3 separate regions of the Hordeum vulgare genome follow, and all the other regions are linked to region 2. Evidence: chromatin contacts called from public Hi-C data. All regions are on one chromosome and are shown on one strand. Each heading gives the region's core, a stretch centred on a gene start, on an enhancer-like site or on the middle of the called end of the contact. The rest is flanking DNA. Distances are from core to core; before and after follow the strand shown.

Evidence for each region. Hi-C and Micro-C count contacts between places; a contact is called where the count stands out from the background.
Region 1: a contact with region 2 is called in a Hi-C map of seedling, with 2.5 times the contacts expected there. The contact joins two enhancer-like sites. A contact is called at or near these places in 2 of 6 Hi-C or Micro-C datasets (leaf and seedling).
Region 3: a Hi-C map of leaf shows a contact between it and region 2, with 4 times the contacts expected there. The contact joins the promoter of LOC123401281 here to the enhancer-like site in region 2. A contact is called at or near these places in 3 of 6 Hi-C or Micro-C datasets (leaf and seedling) and 1 of 1 datasets of contacts at active chromatin or transcription factors (embryo).

What each region holds. Positions count from the first base shown.
Region 1 is chr6H:112,040,434-112,044,109 of MorexV3_pseudomolecules_assembly, forward strand. No RefSeq gene overlaps it. Among protein-coding and RNA genes, the nearest start is that of LOC123403356, 120 kb to the left of the region's middle. Within about 2 kb of position 1,383, at least 3 of the 3 cell types and tissues checked have open chromatin away from gene starts, as enhancers often do. A contact at or near this core is called in leaf and seedling, where this site is marked.
Region 2 is chr6H:112,189,955-112,193,659 of MorexV3_pseudomolecules_assembly, forward strand. No RefSeq gene overlaps it. Among protein-coding and RNA genes, the nearest start is that of LOC123401281, 180 kb to the right of the region's middle. Within about 2 kb of position 2,382, at least 3 of the 3 cell types and tissues checked have open chromatin away from gene starts, as enhancers often do. A contact at or near this core is called in leaf and seedling, where this site is marked.
Region 3 is chr6H:112,367,573-112,371,000 of MorexV3_pseudomolecules_assembly, forward strand. It overlaps LOC123401281 (two-component response regulator ORR24-like), which reads left to right and starts at 2,033. Exons shown (of 6, transcript XM_045095053.1): 1 at 2,033-2,393; 2 at 3,098-3,250. The coding sequence starts at 2,252.

The sequences.
Region 1 (3,676 bases), core at 133-2,632, 150 kb before region 2:
CTCCGGAGGTGCCAGGTAGTACTACGTGGAAAGGGTAATTTGATAGTACCAGGACAGAAAAAAAAAGCGTGCATGAGCCGCGTGCCTTCACAAACTAGCAAACGCTGCCCTCGCCAGAACGCAGCAGTAAAACCGTACAGCAACAAACTGTATTCGAACAGAATCCTTTGACAAAAGGAGGGTCACGGATGATATAGAAAAACCGAAAAGACGGAACCACCAGTTACAAGAAAGATGCTGATTCCAAGCTGGGAATGCCGCCACGGCAAAGCCGGCCCCGGGCTGAGCTGAGCAGTCGCCACTCGCCAACGCGCGAGCGCCAAGGCTGCAAAGCGTACGCTCGCTCCCTTTTTTCGGCAAAGCAACGGCACCTCTTTCCGTGCTCCTTTTCCAGGCGCCCCCCAACCAACCGCGGCGTCCATCCCTCCGCCGGCCGGCCGGCCGGAAAAGCCCTCGCGCCTACCGATCCTGCCAAAGGAATTGCCAATTGTCAAAGACTCGGGGTAAAGCTGGTGTGGAAAGGATGGAAAAGGAGGCGCGGTAAACTAAACTAAACTAAACGCGAGACCAGACTCCGGACTAGACTAATCGGGGCGGAGGAAGAACGGGAGGCCGGTCCTCGTTTGGCTATGGTAAAAAAGAGCATCCGGGAGTGTGCTTCGCGTGGTGTTGTTTTTTACCGGACCTGCCCGGTTATAAAAATCCGGCTAGCTTTTGTGGCATGTGCGTGTGCTTTTCTGGGTCGAGGTGGAGTTGCACTCGGCAGTGACGCTTTCTCTGTATTTTTTGCTGATTTTATCGTGGACGGATGGTGCTCCCTCGAGTGACTGCGGTGAGAGACAGAGATGGATGGCTGTTGTGTGTCTCTGCTACTAGTACTCCCGGGAACGAATTGGCTTGGAATAGTACTACCACCTGGACTGATAGTTCATAGCTGAGCCGGAGCTGGTCTGATCCGGCATGGACAGAAAACTCAAAAAAGAATCGCAATAAAATGATTGAATTTCCAGGTGCTTGCCTATTTTCGTGCCAATATGACTTTCGAAGGGTCTCATTCAAAAAAAAAAAAAAATCGCTGTCGAAAAAGAGAGTTCGTCAGCGACTTTGACCATCTGCCCTCTTCTCTCTAGTCTCTACACATTGACAGTTCGAATGCATGTGTATCATGTGGAGCAGATGCAACTGGGTGGTTCTCACGATCCACTCTCTGAAGGCTGAAGCTGAACGCGTATGGAAGGAAAGCACAAAAACGGGGCTGAAAACTACTACTCCAGAGGTGGTGTCATGGCCATGCAGTCGCCACCTTCAGCTTCAGCGTAGTGCTCCAACTCCGACGTGGCACGGAGATGCGTGCTCTGTAGCTTGGGATTTGCGTGTGGGGCCCACGAGACTGATGATTGCTGCCGTGGGAAATGGAGATGCAGCGGCTTCTGTGGAGGTTTCAGCGTAGTGCTCCAACTCGTGCTGAGAAAGAGGCCAAAAATCATCATTGCTTCTGGGAAAGGAGCAAGCCGCCAACTTTACCGTGACTACACGTTTAATGGCTACCTCGAGTTTTTTTTTTTCGTCTTCCCTGTATAGTACTTTTTTTTTTTGCATCGATCTTTCCTGTAAACGAGGAGCTTGTATTGACCAGGTACTAGGAATGCCCAGTCCATTTTTAACTATTTCAGTATATAGGTCCTAATGCTTTTCAGAGATTGCCTTTGATCATTGATTTTATTTAAAAGTAATCCTTAGAGAAAATTATATGGGATCCATTCATATGAATTAAACAACCAACAATGGAAAAACTCCGGAGGATTCTAATCCTTCAAAATTCCTATGGAAACCGTTTAAATTAAAGGAGCCCCAAAAAAAATGAGTATAAAAATATATATCACATACATATTTGATGGTATACTTTTTATAACATGGATGTCATATTTTTTAGAAACATTGATAAAAACGTAGAAAAATAAATAATTGTTTTTGAAACAAAAAATATATATTAGAACCCAGATGTTTGGATCCAGAGTACCACCTTTTAGTTTGAACCGCAGGATGCGGATGAACATGGCAACGGAAACCCACAAGTCGTTTACCCGACGGGGTTCTATCCGGATAGGGTAAGATTTTGATAGAAATATTTACATCCGGGTATGTAGAGGATACGAGTAAAGGCAAACGTGCACATTTGCGCCGTTTAGAACGAGTGAGCTGCAGAAGAAAATTTTGATATCGAACACCCACAAAACCCTTTTATATCAAAAAATGTCCTTTTGGTTAGAAGATCCCCGTGAAGAGGTAAAAGGGGATCCCGAGTTTCATTAACTATATGGGGAATAGAATGGCAAGGGAAAAAATAGAACATCTCGTATGAAAGAGAATAATGACAACAATAGTTTCTTTTGTTTTTTGAAACTATCGTTTCCCTTCGGATGAAAAGGAAGAAAAAATGAAACTGTAGAAACAATATGTTCATCATTATTTTGGTGATCTAAACAATATCACAAGTGTTTTCTCATTTCACTAATATGTTCACAACAAAGAGCATATATCTAGTGAAGAAAAAAAACACTTAGGAAAGAGGTTGATCGAGAGGATATTTCTTTTTTCAAGAATACGCCTAGACATATCATAGCTTTATAAGAGACAGAAATTTAAGTACAAGAAAGCTACCACTCGTTGCAAACAATGAGTGTAGCAAGAACACTACTCCCGCGTAAGTCCAAGGACAACCACCAATGACCCAACAAAACTACAAACTAAAGGGTCTCCCTAACTCAAAACAACATCGTGTCTCGGCCAAAGCCTAGCACCTCCCAAGAACACCAGCTCCCACGGGCCTTCGCTCGTCGACTCACCATCCATCGTATATGTCGAAGGGAATATGGCAAGTGGATGGCAAGACTTGTACAAAACCGAGGAAGACACCGTCTTAGAGACACCGGGAATGGGCGTACATAGCGGCGCCGGGTACCAAGATAAGAACACGACGAATACCGGAGTAGAGCAACGAGGAACCAAGCCATGTCTCCAAACACGATACTCACAACAGAGGAGCGACATCGAGGATGCCGCCATCATGCTGATCTAGAGCTGAATCAAGGCTTTCACCCAAAGACAACACCAACTCCAAAATGAACATGGGAAAAGGAGAGCACATCCACGGGTGCCATCGCCGCCGAACGGACCAAGGTCGCGCAAATTTCCATCCGGTTGTCGCACCTCCCCACACCTCGAAGAAATTAGTCAATACCGTCCATGTAGCTTCACATCGCCGCCACCGCAACACCTCGCCGATGTAGTGACCAAATCTAAGACCGCCAAAAGACTACACTACCGAGTGAAGTGTGGCACCACCAGCACCTCCAAACTGACGGAAGGGCAGTAGTCAACCAACACCTCCAGCAGGGCTAGGGCCGTCCATGATGGCTGTCGATGCAGGTGTGCACTCGATCACCTATGGGACCTTTGGTCCCTTTGTGGTTCGATGCGGAGGTCGTGTTGCACAAAGAGCAGAAACTACGAAGCGGCACGATGATGAGATTCGGGCGTTCTACCTAGGTTCGGGTTGTTGTGAAGCGTAAAATCCTACTCCTGCTTTGGTGGATTGATTGAGGAAGATGAAGTTTGCAGAGAGATCTGCCCCAGCAAGGGTTGCCATGGAGAGCTATCACGTACGTACAAATAC
Region 2 (3,705 bases), core at 1,132-3,631:
GGGTGTCTGAGCCCTACATAAGTGTTGTCCACACTCCTACAAAGCCCCCTAGTTGTCTCGGGTTTGTCCAAAAAATACGTCCTAAACACTCGATGGACCCGATACAAGCCCACATTGAATGGCTAAATACGTTCGGACATTGCAGTCCGAACGTTTGTTGGCGGTTTGAGGGTCTACTTTGGAGATGTCCTAACATCCTCCTCCAAAGGCCTCCCGTGGTTCATTTTTTGCCAAAGTGTATCACTTAAATGTGTTTGTGGATCAAAGTGTGCAATTTTTTTAGTTGGTAGAGGACATCTCAATGCAAACCCCTAAGCCGCTCACATCTATCTCAACCGAGCGGCCCAGATGCATGTTGCCATCCAATGCAGTACCCCCATCGGTCCTCGGACCGACCGGGACGTTCGTTTTACCGCATACCAGAAGCAAGGGGAGATTTGTGGGTGTGACACCCGCCACGTATGATAAATCGGTCCCACTTGAAAACCCTTCCACACAAAGAGTATGCCATGTAATCATGTCAATCAACGCTGCTCCAGAGCAGGCTTGACAGACTGACATTCATGCCATCAGAGTGACACGATCACGGACGAGGAGTTCCTGCGGCAGATCGAGTTGCTAACGGAGCGTTCACTCCGAAGTCGTGGTCAACCGCCCTCGCTGCCATGGGCCATCATGAAGGATGATGTACACTCCCTGCATTCTACCGTGTCAAGCCGGTGTCGCTCCTGCATTCAACTGTGATGTCTAAATTGGACGTTGCGTGAAGGAGGAGTCATCCTCGTCTCCATAAAGTTGGTACACCCATATTGACGGGCCGGTGTCACCACAACGCCACAATTAGCATGGCAAGGTCTTCAAGGAGGAGGTGTCACCGATGACCGCAAAGGTACGCGGGCTCATCCTCCACTACCTTGATGCCCATGGAGGCTCCTCGTCGTTGGGGGGCATTGTGTCGACCGAGGACACGGCGATGCAACATGAATTGCGCAACATGGCGCATCGCTCCACATGTGACATGTCGGACATGGCGTCGACCAGGGTCTGCGGTGACCCTGGACTAGTGGCAGCCTAGGCCCTCGACTGGTGAGTCATTACATGGGAGACTCGCAAGGCGTCGCCGCCATCCTATAGGGAGCTCGCCAACATCAATGATGAGTGATCGCTAAGTGACATATCCACCACCATCTGCAAGGGCAAGGCCGCCGCCAGGGCACCACGGTTGGGGTCAACATTAGCATAGAGTTGCTCCTCCGCAAGCACTAGGTGGTGACCGGGCAAGATTATTGCGCCCATGCCTCCTTCCTCCGCTGAAAGGACTGCTCCTCTGACAATGAAGTGGTGCGACCGGTTAGGGCGGCCACGCATAGAAGTATCCCTCCGCTACAAGATAGACCGCTATCCATTAAAAATTTCTAGTTAAACGGACAAAATATTGTTTGTTTTACATAAATCATGTCCGAACCTCAACGAATCCCGTCGTGTTTGATGGTCAGCTCCTGCATCACTGTTCACGTACTCATCCAGTTTAGTCCACAAACGAGTAACGTTGTATTTCGGAATCAGTGCTGGAGATGCCCTAAAGTGTCCAATAATACATGGATGAACCCGAATACACATGAACCCACTTTTAAAAACATGCTTTTAAATGGACAAAAATTATGAGAAAAAATACACGTGCATATCTCCACGTTCTACATGTGTACAGATAGTTTCACACAAAACCATGTTTTTATTTGGCCTATGCAAAAAAAAGGCAACAAGAAAAAATCACTTTGAATCACTTAAATTTGTCAATTTCGAGGAGCCACAATAAAAGGATAATTTTCCATAAAGCTTTGTGCCCCGCAGATATTTTACAAACATGTATGCATGAAAATTTGTTTCCATTTTTCTAGAAGCACTGAAAATGTATTAAAAAAGCGGGTTACCCTGGTTTATGACGCGCCTTCTCGTATACGCACCGTTCAGTTTGAAGGAAACAAAAACATAGGATTTAAGAATAATACATGAAATTGATAGGATGGCACTAAGTAATTGTCTTGCCTTGTTCCTACGCAAAAGATAAACTTTGAGTGGATGTGTAAATTCCATTAAAAACACAGAAAATGAATAGTATTCTCATAAAGTTTTCATATGTGTTTCCTATAAACCAAATTAGAGAATTTTTCCTCTCGGACCCTTGTTCCTATGTTTCTTTCTATAAAAATCCTCCAAAACGAATGAGGCCAAAGTGTCTATCTTTCATATTTCACTCAATTTGCAAAGTAGAAGCTTCGTGCCGTGAAGGCGTACAAGTAGCATCAGCGAACTACGGAGCCAATGGATGGTGGAAACGTGGGGCGCTGGTCTGTGGGGGCTGAACGGGCCAAATGGACGGCACAGGGGCGGCCCCACATGTCGAAGTACACACGGTATGAGTGCGGAATCTTCCCAGGGCTCGCCGGAATCCCTACCCACCCAGCCGCGGCTGTCGCCATTGGAGAAAAGCTTCTTCATGGGGCGGCGACCCCACCAAGCTCTCGCACACCTGCAATCTCCATCTCCCACAGCATGGAGACCGAGCTGAGTACTCAAAAACCTTGAACTTATTTCTTGTACGTTGTTGTTGTGACTTGTGAGTAGTGCCAGTAACCACTTTCAATTTATTGTTTATTCATTTCCAGCATATTTCACATAATCTGGCTCTTGTAGCACAAAACACTCACATATCAAACTTTTTTCTAAAAGAAAAGAAAAGAAGGGAATTTTTTTTTTTTGAACTCCGTCTATGTTGTCTCAACATAGTCGGTCCTAAGCTCGGGTAAAGGAGGAGGGTTGTGATAGGCTTGGCGAGCCAACGTCAAAACTCAGTCACTCTTATGGAGATGAAACCCAAAAGATTTTCATTGGGGCGTAACCCTCTCAACGACGCGCCACATCGAAACCCGGGTGTGTGGAAAATGGGCAAGGGTCGGGCCGTCACTCGTAGGTGACGCGCCGTATTATGATCTGGATACGGTCGCAAGTGAGCAAGGATTGGGTCGTCGCATCCTTAGTGGCGCGCTACATCGGCGCCCGGGTGTAGTGGAAAATGAGCAAGGGTCTTCGCATTTGACTCGACGAGTGCGAAGGGTAAGGAAGCTACCCGAGCCTAGGAGGATTCGCTTAGGTAGCTGGAGTAGGGTCTCTGACCGGCGAGCTTCGGGAGGTAGTTGATACAGCGGTGAGGAGAGGCGTTGATATCCTTTGCGTCCAAGAGGCCAAATGGAGGGGATAGAGGGCGAGGGAGGTGGAGGGTACCGGCTTCAAGCTTTGGTACACGGGACGGTTGCAAACAGAAACGGAGTAGGCATCTTCATCAGCAAGAGCCTCAAGTATGGAGTGATAGACGTCAAGAGATGTGGGGACCGAATTATCGTGGTCAAGCTCGTAGTTGAGGACTTAGTTCTCAATGTTATCAATGTGTATGCCCCGCAAGTCGGCCACAATGAGAACACCAAGAGGGAGTTCTGGGAAGGCTTTGAGGACATGGTTAAGAGTGTAACGATTGGTGAGAGTCTTTTCATAGGAGGGGACCTCAATGGCCACGTGGGCACATCTAACACAAGTTTTGAAGGGGTGCATGAAGGATTTGGCTATGGCATCAGGAATCAAGAAGGAGAAGACGTCTTAAGATTTGTGCTAGCATACAACATGATCATAGCTAACACCCTCTTTAAGAAG
Region 3 (3,428 bases), core at 783-3,282, 180 kb after region 2:
GTGCTGGAGGGATGAATATAGTGGTTTTGATGAACTTATTCATTTTAATTTTTCTTAAGTCTAAGGCTTCGCTTGGGATCCATATAAACTTGAAAATATCGTCTCGGTGCATTTTAATATTTCATTGGAGAAATCTGCTTCTAACGAATGGTTGGAGTACATCTTCAACAGAGCAACCCATTCCTAACCATCAACACAACCGCCACTCTCGCCTGGACCCCCATTGTCGTCTTCCCTTTAGCACGCCACACTACATCTTCGCCTCGCCTATAGAACATGGCCACACACATTAGCCTCCCTTGCACGCTCCGTCGACCCTAATTCCTTATCCGTCCCAACATCATACACCTCCTCGAGCCGACCTCGTGACGGATATGAGTTGTTCCAGTGCAAGAGTATGGCTACTTGTCGGATGCCCGCCTCTCTATACGCTCTCAGATCCACCATGTGACCGCCTCTATCGAGCTAGGCTGGGTGCAGGACCATTGCAAGCAACGCGGAGCTTGTTTACCTCATTGTCCCGTCATCGTCTTCCTCGTGTCTTCGACAACCAGTGGTTGAAATAACTCTGTCTTGTGATTGCCCGAGCATGCTCCCTCCACATGAAAAAGACGATAGTCTGCCTGCTCGTCATCGTGTCAACCCTCTGGCCAATGGGAGCTCAAGCCGAGCAGCGCAGCGGCACATGCACCGGGTTCCCGTGAGAGGGCCAAGCATCCGCCCAATCCAACGATCCCTATGGCTCCGATATTTGCCTGTCGGTGCGGCGCTCATGATCACCTTAATTGATCGATAGCGAGAGGAATACCAGGGGCGGTATACCGGGGCTGAAAACGATGGGACGATCAATGTTTCGAATCCGGTGCAATCCGGGTGTACTTGAAAGAAACGGTGTAAAGAATGTCGTCCAAAAACGACAAACCAATCGCATAACTAAAGATAAACTGTTTCCTTTATAGGAGTAAATTTTACGAGGGTTTTGGGCTGGAAAATGACAATCCAATGGATTTGCAAAGTGCAGCTTGCACTAAATCAAACTTGTGTGGCTATCTTTTGTAAGATACTTTGTTCTCACCCTTTGCCGAGACTTTATTCATTTAAAGCCAGACGTTTCTCGTGCCTTCTTCCTTGTAAAACGAAGATAACCCTAATAAAATGCTGGCAAACAAAAAGGATAACCTACATGAAATGATCAAACATATTGAAATTATAGAGCCGTTGAGTAAGAAATCATTTTCTTTGATTAGAATAGCAAAAATACTTTACATAAGGAAGGGAGAGAGAGAGTATAGATCTGTGAATCTGCGATCCTGTCCTGGCGTGCTGATTGGATCAAAGAAATGCAAACAAGCAAGGATATAATAGAGATGTGGATGTAGTAATGGCTAAGCTGTCGTGCATCACTAATCTTATCATGTGCGTAGTTTAATCAGCCCCGCATAGAGCCGCAACGCTCGCCGTGCCCCCGGCCAGCTCGACCCACATCGGCATCAAGCCATCATCAGGCAAAAATTAGTATTTATTTTCAAGGAAAAAAGAAGCCTCTGAAACATTAGTTAATCAAAAAAGAGATCAACGCCAAAACCATCGCTGTCCCTGCCCCCCCTCAAGCAGTCGCTGGGCCGGTGGCGCCACCGTTCATTCCGTCGCGGCGATCGATCGCCCAACGCACGCACGCACGCGATTCACGGAGCATGCCAAACTTCACAGCACAGGGCGTCGGATATGGCAAGCCCGAAAGGCGACCGCGGGAGCCGGCCGCACGGGCGCGCCGCGCACGCAGCCGACCGAGCGAGCCAGGGGGGGGGGGGGGGGGGGGGGAATGCGGCCCGGTGGTGCGAATAAATGGCATGGCCGCATGAATGAGGGGGAGGCGTAAAAAGGAAACGAGGGGGGAGGGGGGAGAAAAGGTTACCATCTTTGCACTGCATGAATTCCTTCCTTCCTTCCCATTGATCGATTGATCCATCGACCCCCATTCGCCCCCCACCCCCACCCCACACCCTCCCTCTTATTATTGCGTCCACGCTCGCGTCTTCTCTCTCTCTCTCTCTCTCTCTGCTCCCCGCCTCCCCTCTCCCCTGCTTTGACCCTGCTGGTTTGCTGGCTGGCTGGCTGGCTTTATCTGCCCGGCTCGCCTTTCCCCGCCGCCTGGATTTGTAGGATCCAGGGACGCCGTTCGCCGGGGCATTAGGTGATCCGGCTGGGCTGTGTTGGGCTCGCGGCGGAGGAGGGGAAGGACCGAAGGAAGATGACCGTGGAGGGGAGGGTCGGCGGGGGGGACGGCGGCGGCAAGGACAAGTTCCCGGTGGGCATGCGCGTGCTCGCCGTCGACGACGACCCCACCTGCCTCAAGGTCCTCGAGAACCTCCTGCGCCGCTGCGACTACCATGGTACGGGAATTGCCGCCGCCAACATGCCTCCCCTCCCCTCCCCTCCCTCCAGCGTTTAGTCTAGGACTAGTATGAGGAGACGAGGAATCTGTTCCGCTCTCCAAGTCTCAAGTACTACAGACCTCGTCCGGCTCCGACCGTGCTGTTCTAGCACCACAGTGTATTTTTCCCCTAGATTTAATCGCTTGTTTGCTTGATTGATGCGCGTGCCATTCGCGAGATTTGCCGTCCTAGTTTTGCATTTACACCGCTGGTTTTGTGCGATTTACGCTCTCTAGTATTTCTCACTTGGCATGTCGGTCTATTTTCCGGAGGGCGCTGTGTAATGTCAATTTATGATTGGATTTTTTGTCATTATTGTGTTTTGCCGATCTCTCTCTCGTGTTCCTTCTTTTTCGCGTGCCACTTTATTGGGAAGGAACCTTGTTTTGGAATCTGCGTTTTCCCGTCCAAACACCTATGCAAGATTGGACAATCTCCCATGCACGTCTCTTCTGGTGGCTTTAGTTTTAGATTTCCACGGTGCTCATGTATTTTAGATGGAATTTTTTCTTGGATTTTCTTTAACCCCTTTCATTTCATCTTGTGCCGTCCTCTTCTTCCTCGCGTTGGCGATTCTTTCCGAACCTAGATTTATGTGTGTGCAATGTGTTGTTATGGTGGTTTGCTAATGTGTTTGAGTTCGATCTGCTGTGATGTTGCAGTTACCACCACTGGGCAGGCAGCCACCGCCCTCAGGATGCTCAGGGAGAACAAGGACCAGTTTGACCTCGTGATCAGCGATGTCCACATGCCGGACATGGATGGTTTCAAGCTCCTCGAGCTTGTCGGTCTGGAGATGGACCTCCCAGTCATTAGTAAGGCTAACCCGCTTAATCCTCTGCTGCCCTTTGTAGCCCATGCTCTAAAAAACGGCACTGCTGGGAAATGATTGTCTTGTGAATCTACTTGTTTCATTTCATCTCATTTGGTGCTCCAGAACTTTGGAGATGAATTATGTCTGCTAACCTACAAACATTGCAGAAAGAAATAGCA